Linked DNA regions of Gossypium arboreum: region 2 is linked to region 1. Evidence: chromatin contacts called from public Hi-C data. All regions are on one chromosome and are shown on one strand. Each heading gives the region's core, a stretch centred on a gene start, on an enhancer-like site or on the middle of the called end of the contact. The rest is flanking DNA. Distances are from core to core; before and after follow the strand shown.

What was found. Hi-C and Micro-C count contacts between places; a contact is called where the count stands out from the background.
Region 2: a Hi-C map of leaf shows a contact between it and region 1, with 2.1 times the contacts expected there. The contact joins the promoter of LOC128283919 here to the promoter of LOC108464414 in region 1. A contact is called at or near these places in 2 of 5 Hi-C or Micro-C datasets (both in leaf).

The regions. Positions count from the first base shown.
Region 1 is chr2:103,758,981-103,763,760 of ASM2569848v2, forward strand. LOC108464414 (lysine histidine transporter-like 8) reads right to left here and starts at 2,110. Exons shown (of 5, transcript XM_017764709.2): 1 at 1,561-2,110; 2 at 1,328-1,464; 3 at 805-1,232; 4 at 41-172. The coding sequence starts at 1,946.
Region 2 is chr2:103,919,764-103,924,454 of ASM2569848v2, forward strand. It overlaps LOC128283919 (endochitinase 1-like), which reads right to left and starts at 2,075. Exons shown (of 3, transcript XM_053021332.1): 1 at 1,474-2,075; 2 at 1,197-1,350; 3 at 533-1,097. The coding sequence starts at 1,897. The coding sequence ends at 704. LOC108465681 (endochitinase 1) reads right to left here. Exons shown (of 3, transcript XM_017766059.2): 3 at 4,672-4,691.

The DNA of each region.
Region 1 (4,780 bases), core at 860-3,359:
AAAGTGTTCAAGTGTGAAAGATATTAAAGGCAGTAGTTACCATTTGACCATAAGCCCAATAGCCAGCAATTGCAAGAGGGAATAAGCACATTGCGACAAGTGTGTAAGCTATCTTGACTCCCTTCCACATTGGCACACGCGAGGGATGTTTCTCGTCCGACGGCATGGTTGCCTGCAAGTTGGTGGTTCCAATGTAATATCATACTTCTTTTTGGATCAAAGTCCCGCGGTTTCATGGGATTGAGACAAATCCCTTGGTTGAATATGGAAATTCAACATGTTTAGGCTCTTGTTTTCATAGGGTGTTACGTTTTGTATTGTAGAAATTAAGGCTTTAAAATCATAGTTAAGCTTGCAAAGTAAAATCATTTGTTTACACTTTCAAAATAATTGTCGCAGTCAGCTGCTTCGTTGAGCAAAGCTGACATCTCTTTTAAATGTGTGTGCACGTGGTCAACAAGTTTGTTCTTTTTTAACTGTTTTATTTAAAATTCTCTATTTATTTGTCAAAGAGACAAAGTTGATGTTTTTTTTTTTTTGTATGAAAAACGTCATAAATGGCTAAGCCAAGAATTGTTTGTTGAACATGAAAAATTTGAGAAGAAATTACAGTGACTTAAAATGAATCTGTAATATTTGAGAAGGGATAAAAATGAAATATTTCGTTGGATTTTACTTTTAATTTTAATATTTTTAATTTTTAATTTTTTAATTTTTAATTTTTAATTTTTTCTATGATAGCATAAAATTTAATATATAATCTAAATAAAGAAACATATATTAGTAGAGCATGGGAAATTTTACCTGAATCTCAAGTATCAGGTTGTGGCCTCTAAAAGCAAAAGCAATGATCCCAAGCGCATTAAGAATATCAAAAATTCTAATAACTTCAGTTCTTCCTTTCACTGGATTGTATGATACTCCGGGCATTCTTCCCTCAACCACTGAAATCACCCAAATTAGGGTGCAATAAGCAATAGCTGTGATGGCTCCGACGAGCGACACACCGGCGATCGAGTTTAAATTAGGCAGCTGAGACAGAAGCACTGCAGCAGAAGTGAATATTAAGTACCACTCCGCGTTGGTAGGTGGCTGAGCGGAGCATGTTCCACCGCATACGGTATTGAAAAACAGCCTACAAGATTGGGCACCGATGATGATCAAGGTGATGCATGTTCCTGCTGATAGGTACAAGATGGGGAACAATGCAAACCATTTTGCTAACTTCTCACCTGAGTTGTTAACCATGAATGAACATTAAACAATCAGTTTCGACTTCAAAAATTCGCTAGAAAATCAAGAATTAATGTTGGGTTTATGGCTTTACCGAAAGTCGCATTGCAAAGCTGAAGATATCTGCTGTAACGCATTCCAGTTTCAGGAGATTCATGGAGGTGGACCAGTAAGTATAGGGTGTAAAGCTGCCATATGAAGGCCACAGTCAAGGTTATGATTCCCCAAGACCTGGAAACAACAAACATTGGTATAACCTGTTAACTTCATCAACCTGTTGCATATTGTAAGCACCATGAAAATTTATAAGTGTCTTTGATTACGTACCACCCAAGGAACGTGAAAGCAACAGGGAGCACAAGGGCTTGAATACCAATCCCTGAACAAAGAGTATGAAATGCAGCGTAATAGGCATTTCCATTCCTTGACTCAGTGATGGGAAGCCAAGCATCATGAGGGTCAAGCCTGGTAAGCTTAAGAGCCCTTCTAATTGGACTTCCCAAAGGAGTAATAAAACGTGGGGTTCTAATCCTTGGGGTTGAACTTTTTGGGGTTTTGCTTGCAGGTTGTATGTGATCATCCGTGGAAAGAAGCGGTGATCGAGTAAGAGAGGGAGAATGAAGTTGGGAAGGAGGAGCCGATATCGGCGGCGTTGGTGCTGCCGAACCAGTTCTTGGTGTTGCAGGGAAGGAGCCTATTTCCTTATCACCCATTTTTATCGTCCCAAATAAGTTGTCACCTTGATCTCTCTCAATTATGTAGTAATTTCCCCTGCTTTTCCCTCACATAGATGCACTAAAATATCTCCTATATATAGACTCCGGAACTTAGAAAACAATGTAGGAATTTTATGTAATATAAACATGGTTAACTTACTATTTGATGACGAGGGCAAGTTGATTTTAGGAGAATGATGGTTAATATTCAAAGCCAGGAAAAAGGGGAAGACTGCAGCAGCAGCCAGCCGGGGCTCACTAGTTCAGTTTTTTCAACTCATCGACATATTTCTTAACTCATACTTTACAACTGCCGGTCACTCAAAGTAGCCAACCAAAATATTTTTGGGTCAACCAGTACATACACACGTTTACTATTGTAACTTAGAACTTGATTTGGAATGAGTCCTTATAGATAAACATTAAAAAAAATGTTTTCAAAGGTAAAACACTTGCCTTGTTGAATAAATATTAAAAAAATAACCTTTTAATAATCTCGTCATCTAAATTTATTTATTAGCCATGCTTTTCAGATCATTCAAGAAAATGGAGGACACTAAAATATAATATTGCGACCTACTTCGCGTAGTTTCATACTTGCATAAGGTTTAGCATCGGGTTTTACGAATTTTAATTTATCCAAATATAATCCTCGTACTTTATAAAAACTATCAAAATTTGATAAATTAAATCATAATTAAACCAGCAAAGTTCTAAATTGAATGAATGGCGGTCCTTGTATATATATAAGACGCTTTGGTATTATTGTATGCAATATATAATGTAATAAATCTTGTTTGGGTATCATTAGGGTACCTATTTTGCAAACTGATACCTACATAGATTCATCAAATATAAATTCCTTTTTAACTTTTTTTTACAAAAAGAAAGATAAAATCCTAATAATAACACACTTGGTACGATAATTTATTAGTAAATTATATATCACTGCAACAAAACGTGTGGTAATTGTAAAGTTGTAGTCAATGTTGGGAGTTATCCACAATTTCCTGGTGTTTTCAGAATAAGTAAACAATCTAAAGGTGGCATTTTTGAACGAAATATATAAAATGTCAAAATATCCTGTTTTATAATCTAATAAAGTGGGCTACCTATTAATATAATAAAAAACAGTTTGAACGTCTGGCAATTGGATCAAATGCTCAATTTTCACGTCTGAAATATTTATATTTATATTAGTTTCAATTATAATGTTTGAATTTACATGTTCAAACTTCAAAGCCCAGAGTACACAAATTGTGTATGAAATTGAAATTGAAATTGAAATTGGATTAAGTGGTTAATTATTAAGGGCACTAATTTGACTAATGATTTAATTAGCGGAAGAAAAGGGAAAAAAATAAAAAAAGATTGAAACCACGGAGTCAACTCTATCTCCTCCCAATAAGCCAACCTGTACAAGTCCTAATGGTCTAATTCTGGTTTTAGTCCCTATACTCTTTACACATTTTAAATTTAATTGTTCTACTTTAAATTTCAAAAATTTAGACTCTCTACTCTTTTGATTTAATAATTAAAATTTAATTGATAATGCCATTTTTTAATTCACTTTACTTCTATGAAATAATCCTAACAAAGAATTTTATAACCCCGGATTCAAAATTGAAAATCTTTACAATCTTACATAACATTTTTATTTGTTTATTAGGCCCTCCACGTATGTAATATTGGTAATGTGAACATTTTTTTTCTTGGATTTTAAATAAGTCACACAACAAAGTATCTTGACAGTGTTATCAATGGACTTCAATTATCATACCAAAATAGTAAAGGAACTAATTACTAGAGGGAACAAATTTTAAATGTGTAAAGCGTTAGTGATTGGGAGCAAAATTTGACCAGTCGTAATATTTCTAGTAACTCATTTCCTATAATGATGAATCTCAAAATTATATATAAATTTTAATTTAATGTCTAATTTGATACATATACTTTAATTTGGTGTAATTATACATATAATACTATGGTTGTGGTTCAAATGTATACATGAAACTTTAATTTTATACACATTTAAAGAAATAAATACATCAATTTATTTTATATTAAATAAATATAATTATTTGTGTATGCAATATATATATAAACATAAAATAATAATTGTGTTAATAATTTGTGAGAATTAGATGAAATTAAAATTTTATGTATAAAATTGCACATTAAAATAAAGTTGATGTCCTATAGTTACGAATTTAGATTTTGTAACGAAAAATGAGAATAATAAAAAAAAAATGAAAAATGATAAAAGAGTTCATATGTTGGTTTCCGCTGCTTTTGTTTGAACCCGCCAATTCAGATCACAAGATAGTTACTTTAATGAAGATTATATTGCAAAAAGCACGTTGCAACTATTTTAATAATGTATAATAGGAAGGCATGAAACCCCAAATTTATCCATGTTTTTATTTTAAATTTCAAGTATTAGACAGATGCAGGTGGGTGAAATATAACAGTTTCTACTAAGTGACCAATGTTAGTAAATTTATGTGAGAATAATATGTCTAAACCTGCTATTTTGAGGTAAGCTTATGAAGATGGCTTCTGAAAACTAATTGAGGCATGTGCATGACAAAATCAGGGATTGACATACAGTTAGGAAAGGAGTTAAAATATTATATGGTTCAACAAAAGAATTGACCAACAACAATAAATGATCATCATCATGGGGATCTGAAACAATAATCAGAGCAGATTAGATTCGAATTTCAATGTCTATCTGCTCTTATTTCTTATGTATATTTTTGAATCACTAATAATTTCCACCACAATATTGTTTCTCTACTTTATACTTTGTTCAAAAGTCTTCAGGGAAG
Region 2 (4,691 bases), core at 825-3,324, 160 kb after region 1:
GCATAAATAATAATAATACATAAGATCTTTATTTTAAGGAAAATATATAAGATTTTTGGATGTGATAAAGAAGAACACAGTAAAATATTGATTTTATTTTCTTGATCTTTTCTCGTTTATTACACAATCCCTTAATAATGAAGGCAATACACTTTCTAGTGTTATAATGTGCGTGAAACCTTTAATTTTGTAGTATGATTTAATTATTATTAAAATAAATTAGTTAACTCAAATCAAATAACTTGGTTCTTGACTTAATTGGATCTTAGGTTAGAAGCTTACAATGCAATGTTTAATCTAGATTTCGATATTGTTTATAAGCTTTAGTTATTTAGTGCTATATGTTAGTATTAATTAGCTCCCGGAGTTTTAACAGACTAGCCTAAGAAGATAAGCCAACGTTTTTACAGCTTCAAGCATTGGAACCCTTTCCTGGTATCATATAACATAATCACAGAGTTTGATGTTGTAGAATGCTGTCTCAGGAATTTAAACATGCATGGTGAAATATATTAGAAGGAAAACGGAAAAAGGAAAAGAAAGCACCTATTTTATTATTCTCTCACAAATCATCAAAGACAAAATAAAGGAACAGTGTCATAGCAAACCCAACAAAGCTGGATCAGTTCACTGTTGTGATGCATACAGAAGAAGGTCAAACATCTTTATTTGAACGTTTACTGATTTCATTAGAGACAAAAAGCTACATTGAGTCCACTAAGACTCCATTCCCGAAAGGCCTTTGGTTGTAGCAGTCAAGATTGTTACCATAGCCAACTCCTAGCATTTCACAGTACCTCTTATAGAACCCAATGCGGTCTTCTACCTTTGCATCCCAACCCTTACCGCATTCAAGGCCTCCGTTGATAATATTTGTGATCACACCATACCCTGGAACCCGTCCCTCTGCCTGATCACTACCAGAGGGTGACCATGCTCCAACGACCACATCGTGGCAAGATGGCTTCGGTGATTGCGGAGTCATCCAAAACCAAAACGCAGACTTGAAGGAAATTGTGGGATCACTTGATAGCAGGTCTGGGTTGTTTAACAAGTCCACCCCTATGGACCGTCCACATTGCCCGTAGTTGTAGTTCCTGAAGCACCAAAGTTGATTAGTTATGACAATGTCAACATCTTACCATAAATATAGCATTTCAAGAGAAGAAGCGAATGGTGAAAGAGGATGCAGTTACCAAGTAAGTTGCATGGGACCCCGGCCAAAATATTGTTTACCAGGAGCACAAGGGTAGTTCGGACTCCAAGCGCAGTAAGGGGAAGGGTTCAATTCCCTATTGTAACAGTATCCCCATGCATAATGACCATCCGGTGCAGCCCACCCTGCCCCACCTGCAGCAATGCATCAATCATCAAATTTAATTTGTTAAATCGATAATGTTTTCTGAGATTGTCTGCAAAAGTCATGTTGAAAAGATGATGAACATTGTGTATCTAGTTTCCAAATGGACTAACCAGTAGTTTCATGGGAAGTTTGGGCTAAGAAGGCAGCTATTTCCCTCTTCCGAGTAGCTTGGTCACCAGTTGTAGCGAAGGCAGGAAAAGAACGTGCAGCAGCAATGAAAGCATCATAGGTATAGAAGCCACGGGCAGGACAACCCCCATCGTCCCTATGCAAAAGCATCCGATCAAACGTCTCTCTTGATATAAGATTGGTTAGCCCACCAGGCCCAGGGGCAGGGCCACTACCGCTGCACTGACTTTGGCAACCCGGAACTGTGCAGTAGTTAACAGTACTGCCACACCAACCAAATTGGCTACAACATAGACCACCGGGGCAAAGAGCACCGCCTGCTTGCCTTCCACACTGCTCAGCTGATCCTATGACTACATAGGATAAGAACAAAAGGAAAACTGACAAGAGCCGAAGAAAGCTCATTTTTTATTTGATTTTGTCGATGTGGGATGAAGCACGAATGGAAGGATGCACATTTATATAGAGTGGGATTGATGGTGAACCATAGGTTAATATTTTTTTACTGTTAGTTTAGATCGGCTGGATAAGAAGAAAGGTAGCAAATATAGGGATCCGAACTCCAGACTTACTCTACACCTAATGAACTGAGATTTTGATCTCATCATGTGCTTGACTTGTCAATTTAAGGTGGTAGAGCATCTTACCTACATTATCTGAAAACGAAACTAAGGACTGGTACGTGGGCGGCTATTCAATCATTTTAACTTCTCGTACATGAATTCTTTTTTCTTTTCTTTTAAATTCTTGCACATGAAGTCTTATAAGGGGCCAACATTAAATTTACTCTCGCTCGTGTAGGTGAGAAACCAACAACGGTTTTGTGCATTGATTATGTTTCATCTATGCTTTACAAGCTATGGTCATTATTTATTTAAGCTTGATAAAAATAGAGCATAGGTAAAGGAAAAGGGAGAAGAGCAATGTTTTCCGTATATATCCCACGATAACTTTATTAAAAAGAATTGTACAGGGTAAGAGTTTTTCAGACACAATAATAGCTCGCATTGGTATGGTATGTATATATTTTTAATTTCCTTTTTGTTTTTACCAAATTTTCTTGGTCGAAAATGAATGAAGTTTGCATGAATACATGTGCGTAGAAGTGATCCACATCAAATAAAAACATTAACTCCCATGAAATTATAATTGCCCTGAAACTTCAATACAGTTGAACAAGATTACGAGACATGCTTACCCTACGTAAGCCGAATTAGCGTAGAGGAAGGCAGCTTCATGGGTGTTACCGTTAACGCGTATTTTCCACGCACCAAAACAGGAGAGTCCTCAAGGAGATTTTAGCATTATTAGCATCCAAGCACCCAGAGGCGGCTTCTGCCTGCAGTATTAAACTATGTGCAATTTTAAATAGGTTCTGGTGTCCTGCATTTATTAGCAAACCAAACTTAGATAATCCACATGATCAAGTCTTTTGTCTCTGCATACTCTCTTGTAAATATTTTATTAATTCGTCTCTTTCTCTCTAAAATATGACATTTCTTTTAATCCTTTCTTTACGAGATCTGCCACATCCAACTTGCTTAAACAAAACCAAAGATTAGGTTAACAAGTTCATGTAAATGGCAATTTATTTTTAGGGTTTTTCTAATATTTATGGTTATTATTTGTCAAAGTTTATAAATATAAATATATATTCGAATAGTTACAAAATAAAATTAAATAAATACAAAACATAAATAGATGAAGTAATAAGATGACTCTCACATATATAATATTAAAACCTAAACATAATAAAGCTTAAACTTAAACATAAACATTTACTAAAAATATTAAAATCTCATCGATTTTGAATTCAACTAATTTACTCTATTATACTCTTTTATCGCTCTAATAAACTAAAGGTAGTAATTTTTTTTATAAACGAAGGAAGTCACATCTACAATGGTCACGACTCAACATCATCTATTAAAATACGCCATATTCTAGCAGGGGGATGATTGGAAAACTGGACTTGTGGTTCTTCATCTAGCAAAAGTTTACTCATAAAGTATGTCCCAATTCCATCAAAGTATTATGGTTAGACGTTAAATCATTGTTATTTTATCATCTCCGCATATGATCTTTTGATTTTGGAAATATTGTTGAGATATTAGTGTTTGATTTTCAACTTTTATATTGTTTCGGAATTTATAATTATTATTTTTATTTGGATCTTACATTTAGTATCAAAGTGTGGTTAAAGTCTCTGTCTATCATGTTGTTTAATTTCCTACGAATTGCAAATAATGTAATTTTATTATCGAAATAAAAATATGCTTAGGGTTCTTTGTACTTTTACTAGGGAATATTTATCTTGGTCTTGATCTTGATCTTATGCATAATATTATATATTAGGTTGATTTTATAACGATTGATATGATATTTGATGAATTTTTAACATTATTATGTATTTTCAGCTGGCATTAGATAATCAGAAAAATTGTAAAAATTCGTCCAAGAAAAGAAGATTTTCAGTTACAGTGGCCAAACCATGGCGCAAGGCCGCCACCTTCTAAGGCAGTAGCAACTTCAGTGGCCATGCCGCAACCTTCTATATAAGTACGCAAATTCGCCCCAAAGCCACGGTGGGCCATAGCATTAGCTCAGATTTTGCTTTTTGCACGCCTGATGAGTTTTTCGAGCATTTTATAACTTGTGCCATGCTTTTGAATGGTTGTATGATGCATAAATTTATGTTTTATGTATGAAAATGTAACTTTTTGTCTTTATTATTTACGACTTTATATGCCATGTTAAATGCAATATTGTATAGTATTGAGTTATAATGTTAAATACAATATTATATAACAAAGAGTTAAGAAATAGAATTTTTCATAATATTCGTATGCCAACCTCCAAATTATACTGTTCAAGAGATCCCAATATTATAATAGAGTAAACTTAACAATCTTGAAAACTTTACAATCTTCTCAACATGTAAGGAACGATACTGAAAAAGTAAACAAAGAGATTAGTAAGTATATGTTAGCAAAATAATGGCATTCACGTCAACAGTTGTCAACTGACTAGCCATAGGAAGAGAATCCAACATTTTTACAGCTTCAAGCTTTGGAACCCTTTGCTGGTGTCGTATAACGTAATCATAGAATTTGATCTTGTAGAATATTCTCTCGGGAATATAAACATTGCGAAATATATTAGAAGAAAAAAAGAAAAAATGAAAGAAAACCACCCATTT